3 separate regions of the Macaca mulatta genome follow, and regions 1 and 2 are each linked to region 3. Evidence: chromatin contacts called from public Hi-C data. All regions are on one chromosome and are shown on one strand. Each heading gives the region's core, a stretch centred on a gene start, on an enhancer-like site or on the middle of the called end of the contact. The rest is flanking DNA. Distances are from core to core; before and after follow the strand shown. Region 1 holds the start of MERTK (MER proto-oncogene, tyrosine kinase). Region 2 holds the start of ANAPC1 (anaphase promoting complex subunit 1). Region 3 holds the start of TMEM87B (transmembrane protein 87B).

Region 1 (3,687 bases), core at 1,162-3,661, 160 kb before region 3:
AATGCTTGCTCTTGGAGCCCTGAGCTGCCATGCAAGACTTCCAGCTACTCCAAGGCCACCATGGAGAAGCCTCCTTTAGGTGCTCCAGTTAGTCTGCAGCCCTAGTGCCCAAGTCATCCCAGTGCAGATGGCAGCTATGTGAGTGAACGAGCCTTGAGATCGGGGTTAGCCAACTTTTTATCTAAAGGGCCATACTGCACAGCTTTGTGGGCCACATAATCTCTGTCACAATGACCAACATGAATGACTGTGTTCTGATAACATTTGTTTGCAAAAAGAAGCCATAGGTCCGCAGGCTATAATTTGCTTTACATGATTCTAATCCCCACTATTTGAGCCTAAGGTCCCAGGCAGATATGGAGGAGCAAAGACAAGCTATTTCCCCTGTGCTCTGTCCAAACCTCCGATCCACAGAATCCAGGAATCTAATAAAATGGCTGACATTTTACACCCACTATGTTTGGGGTGGTATGTCAAACACCGGTAGATAGCTGAAGAATATTGTACAAGGCAGGCCTCAACAAGAAAGTGAGATTTGAGCTGACTTGGAGGAGAGTCAACTGGGAAGCTGTGTGTCTGGGGGAAGAGCATTTCAGGCAGAGGGAACAGCCAGTGCAAAACCTTTCGGTGGAGGAGTGCTTGGTATATGTGAGCAATAGCAAGGAAATTGCAGGAGAACAGCTCTGCTGAGGTGCCCCTGGCAATCTTGCACATCTCTAGAGGCCATGTAGGCAAGGTATGATCATGGTCTGAGCCAAGTCTTGTGGGACTGCCCTGCGATTTCTCCTAAAGCAGGGATAGGTAAGCCTGGTGAGGAGCCACTGGGAGGCAGTTTCCTATCCCTACCTTGCGGGAGACTGCTGCAAGGCCATTTCTCTTCCTTCTCCAATGTTTCAGTTGACTGCAGGACTTTCCATATCCCTCCCTCCACCTCCCAGCCCCCTTCCCTCCAAGCATACAGCAGCAGGCTCCTGTGAAGTCTATAAAACTGCTTGGTGTAGTTTAGACTTGGCTACTCAGGCGCAGGGCTCATGTTGTCTTCTTCTTCTTTTTTTTTTTTTTTTTAAATCATGTAGACCCATAGGATAACAATCGCCCTTCCAGTTTGGTGTTATCCTGTGGGCCTAAGGATGCATGGAGCTGACACCACACTGATTTTGCTTTTGCTGTCGGTGTAAGTAATAACCTGTCTAAATCCATCTGGGCTGCTTGTCTCCTTCCCGTAGCCAAATCTACGGGAAGTGTCTAGCCAGTGTAGGGTCAAGGGACTGCTTGACAAGAGACCAAAGTAAATGGAAGAGGCGTAAGGAGGTGAGGCCAAAGAGGAAAGGGGACCAGGTCACACAGAACCTCGGAGGTCACTGCAGAACCTTGGCTTATGCGGAGAGACAGCAGGAACCACTGATAGGTTTGGGGAGATTTGAGCAGAGGGACATGATTTGGCTCATGTTACATTGTTAAAGGGACCACCTTAAAATACATTCATTCTAAAAGTGTTACCTTTAAGAAACTATGTATATAAATTAAGTTACTGTTGCCATTATTAGTATAAGTAGTTACATTTCTCTTACGATTCATTCTCTGCTACTGCCTCTTGGACCCTGCACACCTTGTGGAGGTCCATGAGAGTAACGTGCTGTGGTTTCCCCTCTCCCAACTCCTGCTCTGCACTTTGTCATTCACTTTCATCTCCCTCCTTGAGTGTCACCTCTCTCTGGCTCGTCAAGAAGCCACAGCAAAGCGTCCTTCCCCAGGAACCCCTCCCCCAGGGGCGGTGAGCTCCTCGACGCCAGGGCAGTGTAGCGCACCTCGGGCCAGGTACCCAGGAGGCGCTCGACGGGAGCGGAATGGATGTGGAGGAGCGCTCGGCAGGGAGCGCTGCCGCCGTGGCCTTGGCCTCTGGGAGCGGCGCTGCCAGGGTTTTCTGTGTCAGCCAAGCCTGGAATGCGGGGGCGCCTCTGGACCCTCCTCTTGGGTCTGGGGGCTGCCTCGGGCATCCTCCACTCCTCTCCCACCTTCTGTCCTTCCCTATCTCCCACCCACAGGTGTGGGGCTCCAGACCCGCGCAGCGGCCAGAGCCGTCTCCTCTGGACCTCCAGCCCGCCCCTCCCCTTCACTTCTCTCTCCAGCTCCCTCCTGGTCTCTCAGCCCCCTCCCCTTCCTCTCCTCCCAGCTCCCCGCCGTGCGCCCCACGGTGGCCTTCGGCCCGCCCCTCCTCTCCAACCCCCTCCCTTTCCCCTTTACGCCCCTCCTCCCCCTCGTCCTCCCACCCCCTCCCACTCCAACCTGCGGGACCCGCCGGGACTCGCCCCCCTGCCCGCCCCTCTCCTCTAGCCCTGGTCGGCCTCGGCTCGGCCCCCGGCCCGCCCCTTCCAGCCCTCGGCACCACCCGCCGGCCGCTGGGCTCCACCACTCTGCACTCGCTGCCGGGGCCGCCTGGACAGGGAGCTTCGCTGGCGCGCTTAGCCGGCGACAGGGCAGGTTCGGGACGTCCATCTGTCCGTCCGTCCGGAGAGAAATTACAGATCCGCAGCCCCGGGATGGGGCCGGCCCCGCTGCCGCTGCCGCTGCTGCTGGGCCTCTTCCTCCCCGCGTTCTGGAGTAGAGGTGAGTGCGCCCGGCTGGGGGCCAGGCGAGGGGGTGGGGGCTCCCAGGACGAAGCAGGGGGCTCAGGGGAGTGAGCGCGTCCACAGGGGCGCGCCTGGCTGCTGGACAAGTTTGCAAACACCCTCCACCCACTGCGGTGCCGGAGAAGGAGGCGCAGGCGAGCCTTCCGTCCACTGACCGCGGCCCCTCAAGCGTCCCGAGGGCACCCAGCCCGGCTTGTGGGTGCGCGTCGTGGTGAAGCCGGGTCGGGGTCGGGGCTGCAGCCTTCCCTCTTCACCTCCGAGGAGGAAATCGAGCTCCGCTGGGCGCGCTGCAAGTCCCAAAGTTCCTACGAGTGGAACATAGGTAGCAGGTCTGGTCTGGAATGCGACGAGAACTTTCCACTAGACAGAGTTGCATGGTGGAGCCCTACTCTGGCGGGAGTTCCGGGGGCCACAGATCCGGTCTCCCGAGGGACCGGCGTGGGGCGAACGAACGGGCTGCGGAAGTCAGAGCTGCAGTCCGGGAGCCGCGATAGACTGAGGCCGAGCGTCCGGCCAGGGAGGGACGGCAGTCCTGGCTGCTCCCACTGGGCCCTTAGGGATGTTATTAGCATCCCTTTGTAGAGGCACCCAGAGAGTGTGGGGACCTGGAAAAGGGGAGCGTTCTTTTCACTCCTGTTACGGCAGAACAGAACTTACGGTGCTCGACAGCGTTTACGTTTATCTGGACGCAGCCAAGTGTTGTTACAGGCTTTTTTTTTTTTTTTTTTTTTCTGAGACCGAGTCTCGCTCTGTCGCCAGGCTGGAGTGCAGTGGCGCGATCTCGGCTCACTGCAATCTCCGCCTCCCGGGTTCAAGCGATTCTCCTGCCTCAGCCTCCCGAGTAGCTGGGACTACAGACGCACGCTACCACGCCCGGCTAATTTTTGTATTTTTGGTAGAGACCGGGTTTCACCATGTTGGCCAGGATGGTCTCGATCTCATGACCTCGTGACCTCGTGATCTGCCCGCCTCAGCCTCCCAAAGTTCTGGGATTACAGTCCTGAGCCACCGCGCCCGGCTTGTTCCAGGCATTTTAATACAAGATGCTGGATTGATA
Region 2 (3,576 bases), core at 21-2,520, 180 kb before region 3:
GGCGCGGTGGCTCATGCCGGTAAATCCCAGCACTTTGGGAGGCCGAGGCGGGAGGATCACGAGGTCAGGAGTTCAAGATCAGCCTGGCCAAGATGGTGAAACCCCATCTCTACTAAAAATACGAAAATTAGCCAGACGTAGTGGTGGGCACCTGTAATCCCAGCTACTCGGGAGGCTGAAGCAGAGAATTGCTTGAACACGGGAGCCAGAGGTTACAGTGAGCCGAGATCACACCGCTGCACTCCAGCCTGGGCGACAGAACAAGACTCTGTTTCAAAAAAAAAAAAAAACTTAAAAGAAAACAACAAAATTGAGCTGGTCTTCCTATATTTTATTCAACAGGACAACCAACATCAACAAACTTTTGACTTTATGAAACTTTAGTTCTGCAATTTTATAATGTTATTTTCTTATAACTGAGAGAAAATCACAGAATGATTTAAGAATTATTTATCATTTTGTACCTATTAAAGCCACATATTTAATACTTTTACAGTACCCCAAACTTCTAGACATGTTTTTACTTATTAGGGGCAACATAAACAGCTATACATAAAAATACTATTAAATTCATATGCTATAAATAACAGTATCAGCAATGATTCCTACAGACAAACACTACCCTGCCAAAAAAAAAAAAAAAAGAGTCCCAAATGCACACTAACGGGAGCTTAAGTCTCCAGTCTCCACAAAAAAGGAAGAGCTTCGCCAGCCGTTCTGGAGGACAGTGAAAACAGGCTAAGAGCTCGGGCCTCAGAAAATCAGCTCAGAGGGACTGGGGGCCAATCTAGAAGCTGAGGCTGCACATGGATATGCTGCGCGCAGCTCATAAAAGACGTTGGCAACCAATGAGCTGGAAGGAGCCCCCTCAGCCCCGGGGCAAGCTCAGCGCCCTCCCTCGGGTTCCCAGTCCCCCGGGTTCCCAGACCTACGGCCACGAGGGGAGGATAGGCCTCGGGGCGGATGCAAGAGTCACGCGGCGCGCGACAGACCACCAAGTGCTGCGGTACAGGGCCCGCACCTGTATAACTCGGGACGCGTCAGGCGCGGCGAGCCCCGGCTGCTCCCCGGAGGCGCAGGGGCCGAGGAGGCCCTAGGGCAGCGGCGGGGTCCGTCACAGTGACTCCTCGACCGCGGCAGCTTCTCATTCCCTCTCCCTCCCCTATTCCGGAGGAAGAATGGGCAACAGCACCGGGCGCCAGTGCTAATGGCAGGAAGGCATGCGAGACGTTCAAATGGACGCGTCCATCTTGACTTTCCCGTCCTGCCTCTCGCCAGGGCGGGGCATCGCGGTAGGCGCGCGGCGTCCTAGCAGTCCTAGCGCCTGCGCTGTTGCGGGAAGACCGCGACAGGGTAGAACTTGCGGGCTCTTTCCTCCGTGCGATTGATCTGAACCCCGAAGCTGGATTCTGTCTGCTAGAGTCCGTACAGTGATGAGATCCTCCTGGCGTCCAAGTTCTCTTTAGCTCATGTCACTGGGGACCTGAACTGCCTCAAAGATCTAAAGGTTTTTTCTGTCTGGTTTCGCTTCCGCCTCCTGACCCCACGTGGAGGTAGGCACCTCTAGGTTGATGGCGGGGAGCAGGGGTTGCTGATTTTCTCTACGTGCAGTGCTCTATGCCTTTTTCGGTCCATGCTGTTCTTCGAATAGTCGATGAACGGTGTGAAGGTCCTCACAGAAATGTTGCTTGCAATTCCCAGATTCAGAGACACTTCTTGAGGCAATTCAAAGACCCAAGTTAAGAACCCCAGCGACCACTCGCGCCTGTAATCCCAGCACTTTGGGAGGCGAGGCTAGAGGATTGCTGGAGCCCAAGAGTTTGAAACCAGCCTGGGCAATATAGCAAGACTCTGTCTGCACAAAAGAAAAACTTTAAAAATTAGCCTGGCGTCGTGGTGCGCACCTGTAGTCTCAGCTGCTTGGGAGTCTGGAGGATCACTTGAGCCGGGAGTTTGAGGCCACAGTGAACTGTGATCGCGCTACTGCACTCCAGCCCGGGCAACAGAGCAAAACCTTGTCTCCAAAAAAAACCAAAAGAATGGGTTATAGGAGAAAGGATAGAAACAAAGATTCGTGAAACAGTTAAATAAATACAAATATACCTAATTGATATTTTAAGCTTTTGTGTGTGTGTTTTTCTTGAGACGGAGGCTCGCTCTGTCACCCAGGCTGGAGTGCCGTGGCGCGATCTCGGCTCACTGCAACCTCCGCCTCCCGGGTTCAAGCGATTCTCCTGCGTCAGCCCTCTGAGAAGCTGGGATTACAGGCGCCCGCTACCACGTCCAGCTAATTTTTGTATTTTTAGTAGAGACTGGGTTTCACCACGTTGGCCAGGCTGGGCTCAATCTCCTGTCCTCGTGATCCTCCCGCTTCATCCTCCCAAAGTGCTAGGATTACAGGCGTGAGCCACTGGGCCCAGCCAATATTTTTTAAAAAAAAAATTTTTTAAGTTTAGATTTACAGAAAAATTTCAGATAGTTCCAAAATTTCCCACATACCCTATACCCAGTTTCTACATCCAGTTTCCCTATTATTAGTGTTTTACATTAGTATAGTGCATTTGTTAAAATTAATGAAATATCAACACATGACTAATTAAAATTCATACTTTGTTCAATTTTTTTTAAGAGTCTTGCTGTGTTGCCTAGGCTAGAGTGCATTGGCACAAACACAGCTCACTGTAGCCTTGAACTCCTGTGCTCAAGCAGTCCTCCTGCTTCAACCCCCCAAGTAGATGAGACTCTAGGTGTAAGCCACTGCATTAGTTGTAGAATATCCCTTAACTGGAATTCGTCTGATGTTTCTTCATGATTAGCCTGGGGATATGGATTTGGGGAAGGAAGATCATAGAGATAAAGTGTCATTTTCATCACATCATATCAAAGGTACTTATCAACAGCATCACTTATTGCTGCTGATGTCAGCCTTGATCACCTGAGATAGTGTTTGTCAGATTTCACTACTGTGATGTTACATTTCCCCACTTTCCATACCGTACTCTTTGGAAGGAAGACTGTATGTGCAGCCCTCAGTTACAGAGTGAGGCCAGTGATTTTCTTGTTGTTGTTTTACAAACTTGCAAAAGCCAATAAAGGAGGGAAGCATCTTTTCAACACTTAGTGTTGCAATATTTGGATATTCATAAGGCAAAAATGAATCTTGATTTGCACTACACACCATATACAACAATTAAAGTGCATCGAAGACCCAAATATGAGAGTAAAGCTGCTGGGCGCGGTGGCTCACGCCTGTAATCTCAGCACTTTGGGAGGCCAAGGCAAGTGGATCACCTGAAGTCAGGAGTTCAAGACCAGCCTGACCAACATGGTGAAATGTCATCTCTACTAAAAATACAAAAAAAAAAAAAAATAGCCAAGCGTGCTGACAGGCACCTGTAATCCCAGCTACTCAGGAGGCTGAGGCAGGAGAATCACTTGAACCCAGGAGGCGGCGGTTGCAGTGAATTGAGATCATGCCATTGCACTCCAGCCTGGGGGACAAGAGCGAGACTTCGTTTCAAAAAAAAAATAAAGAGTAAAGCTATACACTTACAAGAAAACATAGATGTAAATCTT
Region 3 (3,351 bases), core at 131-2,630:
CTCAATTATTACTGATGACTGGTAAAGCAGCCAAGGTCTTTTGACTATATAAATCGATCTTATTCTACGTTAATAACAATATTAGCACAGGATTCTATTCCCCTGTTGGATATTATTTACATTTGATAATGAATGAACTAATTCTCTTTGACAGCAAAACATGTATTCAGCTTACAGTCGAAAATGCAAGGCAAGGTACACAATAAGACGGATCCAAGCCCTGACCCCTCCGAGCTTTAAGCAGTCAGGTAACTATTTGTTCTGAAAAGTATTAACTGTCCTATTAACGTTAACCTTCACAACACAATGCCTTGTGTTCAACCGGCCTTGGCCTCAAAGCACTTTCCTGGCACATTCCCTAAATTTAAAGAACGGTTTCCATAGAGCTGAGAGGGTCGAGGCAGGGGCAAGTGTAGAGAATGCAAGAAATGGAGACACCCCGGGCAAAAGAACTCTAGACTGCACTCCAACCTTAGCACTTACTAGGCATTCGAGTTCAAGACCTTGACACTTGCACTCGCTGGTGGCGAGCCCCGCCTCCCCATTCCGGCTCCACCTCCCCAACCCAGCCCCGCCTCCCCACCCTGCCTCATCTACCAGACAGGTCCCGTCTCCCCATTCAGGCCCCCGTCTCCTCACTCAGGCCATGCCTCCACATTTAGGACACGCCTCCCCGCCCAGTCCAGTCTCCGAACTAGGGCTTGCTCTAAGCCCTGCTTCCTCGCCCAACCTGGCCTCCCCACTACGGCCTAACCCCAAGCCCTTCTCCTCGTCCGGCCCCGTCTCCACACTACCGCCTGGTCCTCAACTCCACCTCCCCACTCCGACCCCATCTCCTTGACCAGCCCGGCTTTTATGCTCAGGCTCCGCCTCCCCGCCCAGTCTTGCCTCCAAATTCCTGCCTTGTCCCACGCCACGCCTCCACACGGCCCCGCCTCCACGCTCGGCCTGGCCCCAAGCTCTTCCTTCCTGCGGCACCCTGTCTCAGCACTCCGGCCTGGTACCGAGCCCCGCCCCGCCTCCCCAGTCCGGAGCCCGCCTCCAACCCCGCCCTGTCCCCACACCCAGCCTGGCCCCGAGCCCCACCTCCCACCGCGCCCCGCTTTCCACTCTCCCGAGCCCTGCCTCCCACCCCGCCTTCACACGCCCGAGCCCCGCCTACATCCCCGCTCTGTCTCGTCACTCCACCTGGTCCCGAGCCTCCCCTCCTGCCTCCACCCTGCCCCGCCCCGATCATCCCGAGCCCCGCCTTGTCTCCACACTCCGGAGGCACCTCCCTACCCGGCCCCGCCTCCGCGCTCCGGCTGCCAGCCCTCCCTTCCACCCTCTGGCTCCGCCTCCATCTTCACGCTCACGCCAGGCCCTGAGCCCTGCCTCCACGTCTCGGCGCCAACTCCACGTCCTGGCTCCTATCTCTGCCTTGCAGGCTTCCCCCAGCTGCACGCTTGGGCCCGGCTCAGAGCCCTAAGCCCTGCCTCCCGGTCCTGGCCCGGTTTGCCAGAACTGCACCGCGCCTCTCCGCCCAGGCCCAAGCCCCTCCTCCACACCCGAGTCCAAGCCCCGCGTCCCGGATTCGGACCCGCCTGCCTGGGGCGGTGCTGCACCAGGTGCGGGTGTGGCAGGCGTCTCGGAGCGCCAGGTGCAGCTTCCGGGTCAAGATGGTCGCCGCCTGCCGCGCCGTAGCGGGGCCCCTGCCGTGCCGCCGCCTCCGCTGCCTTCCCGCCCGGGTCCCGCTGCTGCGCGTCGCCCTCTGCCTTCTGTGCTGGGCCCCGGCGGCTGTGCGCGCGGTCCCTGAGCTGGGGCTCTGGTTAGAGACAGTCAACGACGTAAGTGGAGTGTCGGGACCGAGGCGTGGCACGTCTCGGGCCCTCAGGGCTGTTGCGGGGCTTCGCTGGACCCCGGGCTTGTTCACCTGGCCTCTGCCGGGTCAGCACCGGGTCCCCTGATACCCTCCCGGAGCCTTTTGTCTGTTACGAGCGGGGAGCCGGGAGCGGCCCCTCCTCCGGCCCGACCTAGGCTGCAGGGAAAAGCCGTCAGAATTGCGCATGGGACGGCCCTCCGGTCCGAGCGCTCGGACTGTTACTGAAGGTCACCATTCCCGACGCCGTGGCCGTCATTTTGCTCTGACATGTTTTGGCTGGATCAGGAATCTCTGCACATCTAGCAGCATCTTTGGGATTCGACTCTTCCTGTCCGGATGCAGCCACAGTGGGCCACACCCCTGAGGCCGCAGGGAGGACTTGCCAGCGCTTCAGTTTCTGCATAAACTTAGCGCGTCTGCCGCTTCCTTTAAAAAAAAAAAAAATTTAAATGAGGAGGAAACGTGCAGTAGTCACCCTCTCTCTCTTTCTCTCTTCTTGAGTTCCTGAATTTCTCTACAGTTCCTATCACAGTTCCGGGTGTGTGTGTGTGTGTGTGTGTGTGTGTGTGTGTGTGTGTGTGTGTGTGTGTGTGTAGGTGGGGCGGGACTAGTTATTAGGGAGTGCTTGAAAGGCGAATCTGGAGGCATGAGTGGGCGGAAACTCTTCTTTCCAAGGCAGGCTATTAGAAAACTTGGCATCCAGTAATTAGAGGAGATGATGTGGGAGAGATACAGGGGCAGAATTATGGAAAGTCTTGCAAAAGAGAGACAGGAAGTCTGGAAGAGGCATTATCTCCGGCTTCTCTGGGGTCAGATGACCAATCCAGCACTGTTTGGGATGGGTATTTTCCACATGCATGGACTTATATTTTGATTTCCTTAACCAGAAAAAGAAAGTAGTTCCAAAGACTACAAATACTTCCCACAACAGCAAAGCTATTCAGAGGAACACGCTGGGTATATTTCTTATACCCAGAAATATACCCAGCGTGTATATTTCATAGGTATATTAAGACCTATTGCGGCCATTTCCTCCAGGATTCTTCTGGATTGGTGACCTAATTTGTGTGCCAGTTATATAGTCTGCACATCTCCATTATTTAATTTCCTGGACGGGAAAAAGTAGAACTCAGGGAACTACTCTCATGGCTTCCTGCTGTGACGATAGTGAATAGTCAATATAACTATATTGGAAGTGACTCAGCCGCATGCGTGTTGTTAGATTACTTGAACATATCTGTATAGATCTTTGCCAAGTGTACTTTGAACATACCTGCAAAGATCTTTGCCAAGTGTACTTCTTCCTGTATGAGGAATAGAAGTTTGCTCCTTGAGTGCTGCATGATCTTTGGGCTCATTTTACTCCTGTGCGACCCTGGGCCACTAGAAGTCTAAAAGCGCTTCTCTCCCGAGAGTGGACTTATTATTTTCCTCATTTCAGGTTGTCAGAAACAGGAAAGGAGAGTGGGGCTTTCTTTCATTTGTACTGC

The links. A called contact is a pair of places that touch in the nucleus more often than the background predicts.
Region 1: a contact with region 3 is called in a Hi-C map of liver, with 2.6 times the contacts expected there. The contact joins the promoter of MERTK here to the promoter of TMEM87B in region 3. A contact is called at or near these places in 3 of 14 Hi-C or Micro-C datasets (fetal cortical plate, fibroblasts and liver).
Region 2: a Hi-C map of CD4 T cells shows a contact between it and region 3, with 9 times the contacts expected there. The contact joins the promoter of ANAPC1 here to the promoter of TMEM87B in region 3. A contact is called at or near these places in 4 of 14 Hi-C or Micro-C datasets (CD4 T cells, cortical neurons, fetal cortex germinal zone and 1 more).

Annotation. Positions count from the first base shown.
Region 1 is chr13:22,030,987-22,034,673 of T2T-MMU8v2.0, forward strand. MERTK (MER proto-oncogene, tyrosine kinase) reads left to right here and starts at 2,412. Exons shown (of 18, transcript XM_077959003.1): 1 at 2,412-2,607.
Region 2 is chr13:22,013,422-22,016,997 of T2T-MMU8v2.0, forward strand. It overlaps ANAPC1 (anaphase promoting complex subunit 1), which reads right to left and starts at 1,271. Exons shown (of 47, transcript XM_077959001.1): 1 at 1,022-1,271.
Region 3 is chr13:22,192,213-22,195,563 of T2T-MMU8v2.0, forward strand. It overlaps TMEM87B (transmembrane protein 87B), which reads left to right and starts at 1,381. Exons shown (of 17, transcript XM_077959008.1): 1 at 1,381-1,826. The coding sequence starts at 1,659.